2 separate regions of the Mus musculus genome follow, and region 1 is linked to region 2. Evidence: chromatin contacts called from public HiChIP or PLAC-seq data. All regions are on one chromosome and are shown on one strand. The core of a region is the stretch at or near the end of the contact, and the rest is flanking DNA. Distances in the headings are between cores, read along the strand shown.

Evidence for each region. HiChIP or PLAC-seq counts read pairs in DNA pulled down with a chosen protein or histone mark.
Region 1: a FOXA1 HiChIP or PLAC-seq map of pancreatic cancer cells shows a contact between it and region 2. The contact joins the promoter of Shank3 here to the enhancer-like site in region 2. A contact is called at or near these places in 2 of 39 promoter capture datasets (embryonic stem cells and pre-B cells), 1 of 484 Hi-C or Micro-C datasets (muscle stem cells) and 3 of 115 datasets of contacts at active chromatin or transcription factors (cardiomyocytes, embryonic hindbrain and pancreatic cancer cells).

What each region holds. Positions count from the first base shown.
Region 1 is chr15:89,497,940-89,501,230 of GRCm38.p6, forward strand. It overlaps Shank3 (SH3 and multiple ankyrin repeat domains 3), which reads left to right and starts at 1,669. Exons shown (of 22, transcript NM_021423.4): 1 at 1,669-1,980; 2 at 2,276-2,479. The coding sequence starts at 1,693.
Region 2 is chr15:88,842,075-88,845,365 of GRCm38.p6, forward strand. No RefSeq gene overlaps it. Among named protein-coding and RNA genes, the nearest start is that of Gm23144, 8.4 kb to the left of the region's middle. Within about 2 kb of position 1,832, at least 78 of the 459 cell types and tissues checked have an H3K27ac peak or open chromatin away from gene starts, as enhancers often do. A contact at or near this core is called in muscle stem cells and pancreatic cancer cells, where this site is marked.

The DNA of each region.
Region 1 (3,291 bases), core at 419-2,918, 660 kb after region 2:
TACCCTAAGTTGCACCACTCAGGCACACCTTGGGAGGGGCTTGGAGGTCAGAGCCTACTGGGGCTTCACTTCCCCAAGCACGGAGGGGTCCACCCAGGCTTGAGGGTAGCAGGGAACAGACGTACAGAGGCACTGGAGACTCAGCTCTGCCGGGTAAGCGGGTTTTTTAAGGGAGGTTCTTTAGGGAGAAGGCTCTCCCTCAAGGGGTAGGGATGTGGGAGTGAGCCAGGTGGTCCATGGAGGACAATGCTGTGTGGTTGCGATTGGTCAGAGAGCCCTATATGGAGTCATGAAACATTTTGGGAAAGTGGAGGATCCGTGGGGGAGTGCAGGCTGTTCTGGGGGGGGGCAGTCTAAGCCAATCACTGTTCTGTGTGGGGTGAGGGCATTTCTGAGGTGACCCAGGTGGTCAGGGGGTGGGATCTGGGGAGGCTCTATCGTGTATAGGACCAGGGTAGTCCAGGGTTATTCCTGGGATGCGCAGGAATAGCCAGTTTTGTGGGCGATCCAGGGTTGCTCACGGAGAAGGTAGGAGAGGCTGTGGCTAAGGGGATGCTTTCTGCCACTGGCAGAGTTCCCGGCCAGGCTGCTCCACAAAAGCTGTCCAGTTTGTGCCGCCACCGATGAGTGGCTCTCTGGGGCCTTTAGGGGGTGAGGTGTAAGTCTAGGTATGCGGGAGAGTGCAGTGGAAGGCAGTAGACACTACCGAGTAGGGCAATTCATCCATTCAGGGGCTACACCTTTCTGGGCCTTGGGAGCTAGGCCCCCGTGCGTTGGGCACTTCCGAGGCAGCGCCGGGCTAAGGCTGGCACGCCACGCGGGCGGCGCCTGAGTTGGTTCACTCGCAGCGCTCCCCTCCCCGCCCACTCGTCACCCCCTCCCGCGTTGCCACGACAACGTGTGAAACTAAAATTCAGTTCCCCGCCGCAGGTGGAGACTAGTGGCGCCCCCTCCCCTAAGCCTTTCCTCGTAGGTCGCGCCCCCAGCCTGCTGTCGCTAAGGTGACGGGGAGGGGGCGACCAGCTGCAAGGTTGGGCTACCCAAGGTGCGGGAGGCCCGCAGAGTCCGGACAGACTCCCCAAACTCGGTTGTGGTGGGGGCCGAGAGGAACACCCTGGGCGCGGTTAGAAGGGTTGGTCTGGGGGGAGCTCCCGTGGACTGCAGCTCCGCCCTGCTCGCGCCTGGGGTTTGCAGCCCTCCGACTCCCACCCAGCACCGTGCTCGGGTGACCCCACCACCTCCTTGGGGTCTGGAGTGGGGTCGGCAGACTGGGGAGATTTCCACCCCGGGTCACCAATTTTCCTGCTTGTCTCTCCCTCTCAGTCGGCCTGTGGGTCCTCTTGCCCCGACGCGTTCCCCACCCAGCTCTAGAACCCTCCGTCACCCCAGTACGGTGGTCTGCGACGCTCGCCTGCAGCGGAAGCGCGGCGTGCCATCCCCCCGCTGTGTCAGCCACTCCCCCTCGACAGCCAACCCCCCCCCTCTTCGGCGCGGGCCCCCGGCCCCCGCCCTCTGCACCACACGCCCACGCCGCCCCGACCCCGCGGGGGACCCCAGTTTCCCGGCCCCGGGCTTCCCATCCCCGCCTCCGGCGCGGCCCCCTCCCCGCCTCCGCTCCGCTCCGGGCTCGGGCCCCCTCCCCCCGCCGCCCCCGCCCCCGGGGAAGGCAGGCGCCGCTCGAAGCCGGGGCCGATGCAGCTAAACCGTGCCGCCGTCGCCGCCGCCGCTGCGCCTGCGGAGCCCCCGGAGCCGCTGTCCCCCGCGCTGGCCCCGGCCCCGGCCCCCCCCGGCCCCCTCCCGCGTAGCGCGGTCGGCGGGGCTCTTGCGGGGGGTCAGGGGGGGCCAGGGCGCCGCGCGGAGTCCCCGTGCGCTCCTCTCTCCGCCGGGAACAGTCCGGGCCCGGGCGCTAGCACCGGGATGGACGGCCCCGGGGCCAGCGCCGTGGTCGTGCGCGTCGGCATCCCGGACCTGCAACAAACGGTGAGCCTTTGCGATCTCGCCGTACCCCTGTGTGGCCCGCTAGCGGTGACCCCCGCCGGGCGCGCCCTGCGCCAGGACCCCCGGCCGTGGCCACTCGCCCCTCCCCCGCCGCCTCCGCGGGACCCTCCCCATCGCCGGGGCGGGGCCCTGGAAGCCCAGCCCCGGGGCGGGGCCTCGGCCTCTGCGCGGTGGCGCGGGGTCCCTGCTCTCGCTCCCCAACTAGCCCTCCAAAGCGGGGCCCGGGGCGCGGGGCCCTGCGCCCGCAGGTCCGGGCTCACGACTCGCTCCGCTGCAGAAGTGCCTGCGTCTGGACCCAACCGCGCCCGTGTGGGCCGCCAAGCAGCGTGTGCTCTGCGCCCTCAATCATAGCCTTCAAGACGCGCTCAACTACGGGCTATTCCAGCCTCCCTCCCGGGGTCGCGCCGGCAAGTTCCTGGATGAAGAGCGGCTCTTACAGGACTACCCGCCTAACCTGGACACGCCCCTGCCCTATCTGGAGGTGCTGGGCCGACTGGGGTGGGGGTGGAATGGAGCGCTCAGGGTGTGATCTTTGAGCTCCGTGGCTGGAGCAGTAGAAGGGCAGGCCGGGAGGAGTTGGCGACAGGCGCGGTGGGGGGCTGTGTGCAGCCTGAGCAGTGTGCTGAGAGACCGAGGTGGGTACACCTCGAGTGCAGTGGGCAGGGTGAAGTGCAAGCTGCCTGTGTGGTAAGTGGTGTGTTGCAGCTTAAGCATGGAGAAACAGTGTGAGCGCCGTGTGTAGAGCGCTTGCAGCGAGCAATCTGGACAGCACACAATGAGCACATGCATGCCACACATGCACTGCACTCGGGGCGTGTGTGTGGTGCGAGCGGTTTAAGAGTGAGTGCGTTAGGGGTCATGTGGTGCGAACAGTGTCACTTGTGTGCACATTTGCCTCCTCTTGCCACTCACTCCCATGTCTTCTGAGGTTAGCCCAAAATAATATTAACACCATTTGTGACATATAAAGGTGATTTGAGTGCCATTCCATAGGGACGGAGACCTAGTCTCAATAGGAAGGGCTCGTCCTGTGTGTGTGTGTGTGTGTGTGTGTGTGTATACACCAAGGTCAAAGTTGGTCTGACCCTCATGGAATTTCCACCAGGAATTGGGTTATTTCTACTTGGAGTGGAAGTGTCTAGGAGAAGCTTAGTTTCAGATCTTGGGAGAGCAGTAGAGTTTTCCAGGTCCCAGTGGTGGAAATGAAGCTGACTTGAGCTGTGGGCCCACCAGGCCATTAGTTGGCCAAGTACTTCTCTGGACTGCCCATCGTTTCTGGGTAGTAGGTGGTCA
Region 2 (3,291 bases), core at 582-3,081:
GCTGCCCCCCTGCTGCTAACAGGAGCACTGCCAGGGTTGCCCTACCCAGACAGCTGTGAGGCACTGTGTGGTGCCTGGCACTGCAGAGTCAGGACCAGCAATGTTGTGTAGACTGACTGCCAACAGGATGGCTCTCCAATCTGTCTAAGAAGGGTCTCAGATGCAGCCCCTCCTCTTGCTGGCTTCTCTGCTCTATCTGCATGTCCATCTCAGGGACCACCGAACACCTCTTGTGCCATGTCCAGGTGAGGGTTGGGCTGTGTCGATGGTGAGGAGGTAGGGTACTACTCTGGGGCAGGAGATGGGGGTTCACCTGGGCCTGGCTGACTCCCTCTCCCCCTCCCTAACCCACCAGCCCCCACCAGCCACAGCAGTCTCACACCTTAATTCTGTACTGTTCTCAAGCTGCTATGGAGGGAGCCTTCTGGTGGCTGAAGCCACTGGCCACTTCAGGCAGCTACTGAGAAGGATGAGAGTGGTGGGGCTGGTAGGGTTTGCTATGAGAGAAGCAGGAGTCGACAGTGAAGGCAGAAGGCCAGGCAGGCAGGAAGGTGGGTGGTTTGGACAAATCGACCTTGATGCCACCTGAAGGACTGGGAGAGCTGGGGGCTGCAGGAAAACCGTTACTGCCTAGGTCAAGGTTCCTGGTCCAACCCTAGTACTCATAGTCCAGATGCAACATCCGTGGTCCCAGCTGCATGCTATGGTCCTGTGCCTAGTCCCCTGTGGTTTTTGAATGTTCTACAGTCTTCTCCCCACCATCCAAGACCACCTTCATGGCAATGTCCCCTGTTGTAAAGGGGATTTATTAGCCACACTAGGCCAGACATACAGTGGAGCTCAGTGGTGTGTGCTATGACGTTATGGGCCCAGCCCTCCCGAGCTTTCCCAAGTCCAAGGATCTGTCTGCAGAAATGAGCACAAAAGCCAGAAACCTACAGTATTGAGAAAAGGAAGGGAAGTGAGGGCCATTCTCTGTGGAATCTACTTGTCAAGGGGGAACCCTGTAGTCCCCTGTGGAAGTGTCAGTTGGGCCACACAACAGCAGGAAAGGGAACTACTACTCATGATCATGAGCAGGGCAAGAGAGTGAGGAATGATGAATAAATGAATGAACGAATAGCAAAGGATTAGTAAATAATAAGTGAAAGATGAAGGAGTGAATGAATGAAGGAGTAACAAGTGAATGAATGAATGGAGTAATGAGTGAATGAATGAATGAATGAATGAGTAATGAGTGAATGAATGAGTAATGAGTGAATGAATGAGGGTAAGTGAATAAATGAGTGAGTGAACAAATGATGAATGAGTGTGAGAGAATGAGAGAGAGTGAATGAATGAGTGTGAATGACAGACTGAGAGAGTGAATGAATGACATTGTGTACATGAAGGTACCCTGCCCCACCCCAGGGTCCTCATCGAAAACCCCAGGTCCCTTGCACGGTGGCCCTGTACAGCAGAGGCCATGTGTGGGGGAAACAAGAACCAGCCCAGGATGCTTAGCACATTAACTCTGGGGTTGCAAGCAGCGCCTGGGTGTCTGGAGTGGCTGAGGCCGCTGCCGCCTCCTGTTTCTGAAGACACAAAGCTGCAGCTGTTCATGGGCCACAGTGAGCCCCATGCAGGGTAGCAGTCTGTGTGTGTGCGTGTGTATGTGTGTGTGAGAGAGAGAGGGGGGAGAGGGGGAGAGGAACAAGGAGGGAGGGGAAGAGGGAGGAGGAGAGAGAGAGGGAGAGGGAGAGGGAGAGGGAGAGAGAGAGAGAGAGAGAGAGAGAGAATGAGTCACTTTGCCCTCAGCCTCCTCCCCCACACTTTTTTCTGGTCCTACACCACTACACTCAGCTTCACCACCACTCTCTCCACTAGGGCTCTGAGTCTCCATAGTCCCCTCAGAGAACCGAGTCCTGGCTTGTCAGCACAATGCCCCCAGGAACCTCTGTAGTGTGAGCATCTAGAACCCCAGAACATACAGCCCTCACGCCAGCAGCCAGCAGTGACCCACAGGGACAGGATCAGAAGGTGTGTATGCATGCAGACACCGGAGTGTCTGGTCCTTAGAGCTGTTCTGGGAAATGGACTAATGACTCACCCAAAAAGTTCACTGCTCCCAGGACCCTGAAGGCAAAAACTTGTATGAGAGTTTGCCTTCCATTCCATACTAGGTCCTATAGCCCTTGAGACCACCGCAGCCCAACAGACACCTGGTTGTGGGCACCTCAAGATGAAGGGAGGCAGCTAAACCACAGCTGAGGTTCAGACCCACTCAAACTGCACGATAATAAATGGATGTTGAGTCAACCAAGTCACTCATATAGCACTGAGGTAGAGCTGGACACTGACCTTAGCCTGATAGGTAAGGTAAAAAATAGGGGATGATAAGCCCAGAACTTGGTGACAGCTCCTGAGCAGAGCTGGACCTATCACTGGAGCAAAAGGGGATGCTGTGGGAAACACTGGAGCATAAGGGCAAACATAGGATGTGTCCTCAGTGGGCCACATCAAAGACACCACTGTGAGAAGGAGGGGCTTGGGACGTGGCTCACTTAATACAGCTTTTGGTGAGCAAGCACAAGCCTCCGAATTAAACCTTCCAGCATCCATGTGAAGAAAAACAACCAAACAACCAAACAACAACAACAAAAACAGTGTGGTGGTGCAGAGACAGGAGGAAGCTCCTTAGCTCCTTAGGGCTCAATGGCCACTCAGCCTAGCTTAAATAAGTCCTGGTGAGAGAGCCTGTCTTAATTAAGGTGGATGGTTGTTATGGGATAGAGACCCTGACTGGAGTCCTAGGTCTACCAAGGGAGGTGGGCCAAGAGGGTGGGTCCAGGAACTGTGTACTGGCCACAGAGGCAGTGTGAAAGCTAGCCTGACACACCGTACGGAGCTTGCTCTGTCTGGAGTCCTGCAGCTGGTGGTCAACGGAGACCTGTTAACAGGAGAGTGGGTTTGTAATACTGGTGGGGAAACGGTGACTGGAGAGGGATCCTGCTAGGAGAAAGTTAAGCGGGAGAGGACAGGCAGGGCGGGATGCTAGAGTTTGGCCAGGGGAGATTAGAACAGAAGGTGCAGGTTTCTCCAGCCAAGTCCAACTGCGTGTGGGGGTGGGGTGATGAGAGTCAACTCAGCAAGACATGAGCTGGGCTGGGGTCAGGAAGGGGTATCAGTCAAGAGAGATTTGGGGGACTGCGGTCTAAATCTACAGTCAGATGCCACTTCATATCCACAGAGATGATGGCTGTGAGAAAATGGAAATGGCAAGTGACGGTGAACATGAACCAACCACAGGGT